Linked DNA regions of Mus musculus: region 1 is linked to region 2. The links are chromatin contacts, called in public Micro-C maps. All regions are on one chromosome and are shown on one strand. Each heading gives the region's core, a stretch centred on a gene start, on an enhancer-like site or on the middle of the called end of the contact. The rest is flanking DNA. Distances are from core to core; before and after follow the strand shown. Region 1 holds the start of Tsr3 (TSR3 20S rRNA accumulation). Region 2 holds the start of Hs3st6 (heparan sulfate (glucosamine) 3-O-sulfotransferase 6).

Region 1 (2,700 bases), core at 9-2,508, 490 kb before region 2:
TGAAGACAAAGGCTGTTTTCTAATGGCTCCCAATATATTCTCCTCACATCCCACCCCCTTGCTCAGACTCTGCCAGAAGAAACCCCAGTCTCCAGGTGAGGGAGGAGGAGGGGGCAAGCAGTCAGCCTCCAGACTGCCATTGCCAGGCTTCTGTCAGACCCAAAACTCACCTACGATGCAGAAGGCAGCAGCGAAAGCTTCCACACAGGAAAGTTTGCAGGGCCGGCCATAGTTTACAGGGTTGGCAGCTACGAGGTAAGGCAGGAGCCGCAAGTGGCTCCCTCGCATCTTCTGAAAGGGTGTGTCGTCCAGTTTGGCCCAGGAGCAGTCTATGACTGCGACCCCTGACTGTGCCACCAGCTGTCTGTCAGAGAGTGTAGGGTAGGTTCTAGGGCCCCAAATAAGGCACATCCTTGGAGACTGGCTTCACTACAGATGAGAGATCACTCTGCTATTTCGAAGTTATGGTTTATTGCAATAGTAGAAAGAACCCTTCAGGAAGCAGTTGAGGGTAGCTGGACAGTGTTTACTTTACACAACAAATGTTTCTCCTAGGCTTTCTACACTATAGCCCTGCTCTATGAAAAGGGTCAAATTAAATACAACTCTGCTCATATGAAAGATGTGGACATCCAAGACCAATAAGCAAGGCTTGAAGAAAATGATACTCCTGATACAGGGCAGTTTAACAAAGACAAGATGGTGGGAAGGGCATTCCAACCCCTCTCCGACCCCTCCCCGATCCCCAGGCCTCTGGTGTCTACCTGTCTGCCGGAGACACGTACTCAGTGCCTACTGGGCTGAGCACCAGACCGCCAAACCTTTGGCTCAGGCGCAGGCAGCGCACCAGACCCAGACGGGCCAGTTTGCGGCCCGTGCAGCGCTTGGGGTCGCAGTGACCAAGCTCCCACATAGCCAAGGCACAAGGCAGCGCCGCAGGGCCCGGGCCGCCCTGGTCCTCGGCCTCCTCGGGCTGCACGGATGCTACAAGGAGAGAGAGAAGGCCGGGTCCTCAGCGCCTGCTCCCAGGCCCGACCCGCTGCTCCGACTGCTCCAAACTCACCACGCAGCGCAGCGCCCACCTCTTCAGCGAAAGCATCCAGAGAGCGGCCAGAGGGTCGCCGAACACGACCGCTCTCTTTCCTGGATCCGCGAGCAACTTTCTTGCGGCCCATAATGTTAGATGAAATCCGAGATGAAATCCTCAGCTCCAGCGTTTGTTCAAGAGCGTGCGCGCGTGCGCGCTCGCACAGCTTCCGGTTTTGAGGGGAGTCAGTTCCGGCTGTCACTCACGTGACCGTGAGACCCTAGGAGCAATGGCGGGGCGGCTGGCTGGCTTCCTGATGTTGCTGGGGCTCGCGTCGCAGGGTCAGTGGCTCCGCGCACATAGCCCCCCGCGCGCTGGCGTCGCTCGCGCCTCCGCTCCCTACTCACCACCTCTCTCCCCGCTCCGCAGGGCCCGCGCCGGCATGTGCCGGGAAGATGAAGGTGGTGGAGGAGCCTAACACATTCGGGTGAGCGGATCACGGTCCTGCGGCTTGGGGACCGAGCCTGGCTGGCTCTTCTGACCTTCTCTGTTCCATAGGCTGAATAACCCGTTCTTGCCCCAGGCAAGCCGCCTTCAGCCCAAGAGAGAGCCTTCAGCTGTATCCGGTGAGCGCGGGAGGGTGCGGAGCTGGCCGAGGTGCTGACTGAGGGGGCCGAAAAAAGCTCTCGGTTAGGGAGGGAAGGGTGCCTTGGATGAAGGACTCATAATGTACTCGCTGAAGGGTTACGAATTCGTTTGTCAAACTTGAGTGTTTTAAATGCTCTGAAGTATATACTGGAACTGCAATCCCCTCTCGCTCCCAGGGTTGGCGATTACCTAGGGCTAAGCAAGCAAGCGCTCAAGGCTTGGGTCACATCCCTAACTTTTGTGGGGTTTTTGTTTTGTTTCGTTTTGTTTTTCGGGACAGGGTTCCTCTGTATAGCCCTGGAACTCTTTGTAGACCAGGCTGGCCCGGAACTCAGAAATCCGCCTGCCTCTGCCTCCCAAGTGCTGGGATTAAAGGCGTGTGCCACCCCCGGCTACTTTTGTGTTTTTAAGGTAAGAGTCTTTCAAAGTCTTTTATAGTAGACTCAAGCTGGCCTCCAACTTGTGGTATTAAAGCCTCTACTTTCCACAGGTGCTTAGACCAATTAGAAGCTCTAGGGATGTTGGGTATGAAGACTCAACACTCCAGGTGTATCTAGCCCTTTCTAGGTCTTACGGAGTGGAGAGGGCACCAGCACAGGAAATTTGGGACTAAGATCCTAGGAGGACTGAAAGACAAGCTGTTGGAGGTGGCTCAGGGCTGGCCAGCATAAAAGAACCTTGGCAACCCAGACACTATTGCATATGCCAGAAAGATCTTGCTGAAGGGACCCTGTTATAGCTGTCTCGTATGAGGCTATGCCAGTGCCTGGCAAATACAGAAGTGGATGCTCACAAGTCATCTATAAGATGGAACACAGGGCCCCCAATGGAGAAGCTAGAGAAAGCACCCAAGGAGCTGAAGGGGTCTGCAACCCTATAGGTGGAACAACAATATGAACTAACCAGTACCCCCAGAGCTCATATCTCTAGCTGCATATGTAGCAGAAGATGGCCTAGTTGGCCATCACTGGGAAGAGAGGCCCCTTGGTATTGCAAATTTTATATGCCCCAGTACAGGGGAATGC
Region 2 (2,700 bases), core at 125-2,624:
CACACCAGAAGGGAGGAACCAGAATCTGACCATCCACCAGGACATACTGCTGTACCTGGGGTAGTGCTCCCCACATTCCACTGCTGCATCCCAAGTCCTCCTGTATGTAGAAAGGACAGCTACAGAAGGGTGTATTCCAGTCCCCACCCTTGGGCTAAACCAAAGAGCAGAGTCTCCCTCCTCAAAGCCCAGACCTAACTTTCTTCAGACTCCAGCAGCTATAGAGGGCTCCCTGATGCAGGGTGAGGGAGAGATTCTTAGGGGTGGAAAGGCACTTTCTAGAACACTTCTGGAAACCTGGAGGCCCTTCCAAAATATACTTGACTAGTGGTCAGATAATTACCAGTACTTACCCAGAGTTATAGCAGGGAATGGACAGACACGAAGGGATGATAAAGTGACTGAGCTCCAAGTATCTCTAAGGCTGCCAAGTAGCTCCACCGGGATTATATTGATATAAACCATAATAATATATGGATATATATTAGTAGCTTAGTGGTAGAATACTCGTTTAGTACATTTGAGGCTTCAGGTTCAATTCCCTGACCCTCTAAAAAGGAAAGTCTACCTGCCCAGTTATCTCACTCGCTTGAAACTACTTTCAAGATAGGATCATGCCTCGCTGAGTCCCTTGGCCACCCAACAGGAGAACAGAGTTTTCTCTGAGATTTTCTAATTCCTGCGACCCTTGGCTATAGATGGCCTCTCCTTCGAGGGTCGCTGTGCCCAGGAAATCAAGGCTATTTCCCTAACAGGCTTGTTTTAGACCCAGTGCCCAGGATTCTACCCTACTCATCCTGGGTTCTAAGAAAGCACAGTCCAAGGCACACACCGACGAGGCGCGGACCAGCAGGGACGCTCACCGGTACCAGGCGAGGCCGCGATCATAGCACCTGTCGAAGAAGTGGGGTTCAGAGCCAAGTGCACGGACGTCGGGGTGCAACCGCAGGAACTCCAGCAATGCGCGCGTGCCGCCTTTCTTCACACCCACAATGAGCGCCTGAGGAAAGCGCCGGCGCCCCGGGCCGCTGGCCACCGGCAGGCCGGGTGCTCTCAGACGGAGGGAGGTGTGGGGCGGCTCGGCGGGTGCAGGAACCGGAGCAGGGGCGCGGGCGGCAGGTGGACAGCGGCCGGGGAGGGCGAAGAGGCAGTAGGCGCTTAGCAACAGAACTACGAGCGCCAGCGGAGCACGGAGAGCACGCAGTGCAGTCCCCTGGCCCGTCCCCGCACCCTGGAGGTCACCGGCCCCGCCGCCCAGGCCACCGCTACCTGCCATGGGGTCGCTTCGCGCTCAGGCTCGGGAGCGGGAACCGCAGACAGGTGCGCATCCCGGCTATAGTGCGTCGCCCGCTCAACCCCAGGGCGCCCGGCTTCTGGGTTGAGCTCCGCAGCCTCGCAACCCTGGAGCCGGAGAGGGGCGGGGCGGGGCGGGGCGGGGCGGGGCGGGGCGGGGCGGGGCCGAGACGCCCCTCCCCAGCCCTCGCCTGGGACTAGCGACTCCAGCTAACTTCCAGAGCGACCAGGAGCTATCCCAGCTACCCCAACACTCCTCCTGAGCTGGTCTCCGGTTCGCTTGGCTCCAAAGTCTTCGCTCTTACACTACGGGAATGCGTGGCGCGGAGGGACACAAGACTGGGCGAGTGGGAATCCCCGTTCTGTCCTTTAAAAGTCTATCTCTGCCCCTTTGGACCAGGGCGACAGGTGTGCGGCCTCAGCCCCTGTTTCCCGGAGCCAGGGCCTCATCACCGGAGGACACCGTGTCCAGGAATCGCCTGTGCAGGAAGGATGGAGCCAGGCATACATCCGGCGCGGAAAGGGTCCCCATGCATCTTTGAGCCTGTGACAGGAATGCTTGTTGCATTACTTGCCAACAGTCCACCTAGCCATTCATTAGGGTGGGAGCCCTGCCCTGTGGAGAGAGCTTGTCCGATAGTCGGGCCACCATTTTAAAGTCCTTGTATCAAATAGAGCTGGCCTCCCCAAGATGTCAGTGATCCCTTCGGGAAATTGCAAAGCGGTGACACGCCCCCTCGCCCCCCAGGAGTGAAAAGGCCTGTACTAGGAGGCAGGGGAGGCATCTGGGTTCTGTCTGTGGAGCTTCCTCTGAGCATAGTGAGATTCCCGGGGCCCTCACATGTGTGAAACCTACCAGACACTGCAGAAACTTCTCACCCACCCACCCACCCCCACCCCACCCACCCACCCCCACCCCACCCCCGCGCCTCCATGTCCTGTTCCTGGCTCACCGAGTCTACAAAGCTGCTTACTAGGAATGCAGAGGAGGAAAGACTCCATCCAGGATGCCGAATAAGTTGCCCTGACCAGGGAAAAGGTAACGGCGCCTCTTCTTTCTGCCTCTGTCCGACTTTCCTGGCTGCCCAGTCTAGTCCCTGCCCCAGTACCCTTACTCAGCCTCTGCCCTCGGCTCTGTTTATTAATCAGCAGTCCGTGGGTCTCATGGCATCTGAACAAGTCTCACACTGCAGGCTGCCTCTGAGGGACAGAAAACTCCAATGACCCACAGACATTTAGTTCCCACCCTGAGGGCAGCTAGGTACAAGGGGGACATGCACCACCCAAAACTAGTCCCAGACACCAGAGCTACATTTGCTTGTCAGGGCAAGCTGGTGCCAGCAGCCCTGTGGGCGGGTTTTTAGTCCAGCACTGTCTGGGAAGCATGTTAGTACATGTAGGGACCTA

The links. A called contact is a pair of places that touch in the nucleus more often than the background predicts.
Region 1: a contact with region 2 is called in a Micro-C map of embryonic stem cells, with 1.7 times the contacts expected there. The contact joins the promoter of Tsr3 here to the promoter of Hs3st6 in region 2. A contact is called at or near these places in 1 of 484 Hi-C or Micro-C datasets (embryonic stem cells) and 3 of 115 datasets of contacts at active chromatin or transcription factors (embryonic limb bud, pancreatic cancer cells and stem cell-derived neural progenitor cells).

The regions. Positions count from the first base shown.
Region 1 is chr17:25,238,728-25,241,427 of GRCm38.p6, reverse strand. Tsr3 (TSR3 20S rRNA accumulation) reads right to left here and starts at 1,258. Exons shown (of 6, transcript NM_026676.3): 1 at 1,064-1,258; 2 at 765-984; 3 at 171-364. The coding sequence starts at 1,175. Gnptg (N-acetylglucosamine-1-phosphotransferase, gamma subunit) reads left to right here and starts at 1,312. Exons shown (of 11, transcript NM_172529.3): 1 at 1,312-1,368; 2 at 1,457-1,514; 3 at 1,586-1,653. The coding sequence starts at 1,317.
Region 2 is chr17:24,751,662-24,754,361 of GRCm38.p6, reverse strand. It overlaps Hs3st6 (heparan sulfate (glucosamine) 3-O-sulfotransferase 6), which reads right to left and starts at 1,374. Exons shown (of 2, transcript NM_001012402.2): 1 at 864-1,374. The coding sequence starts at 1,276.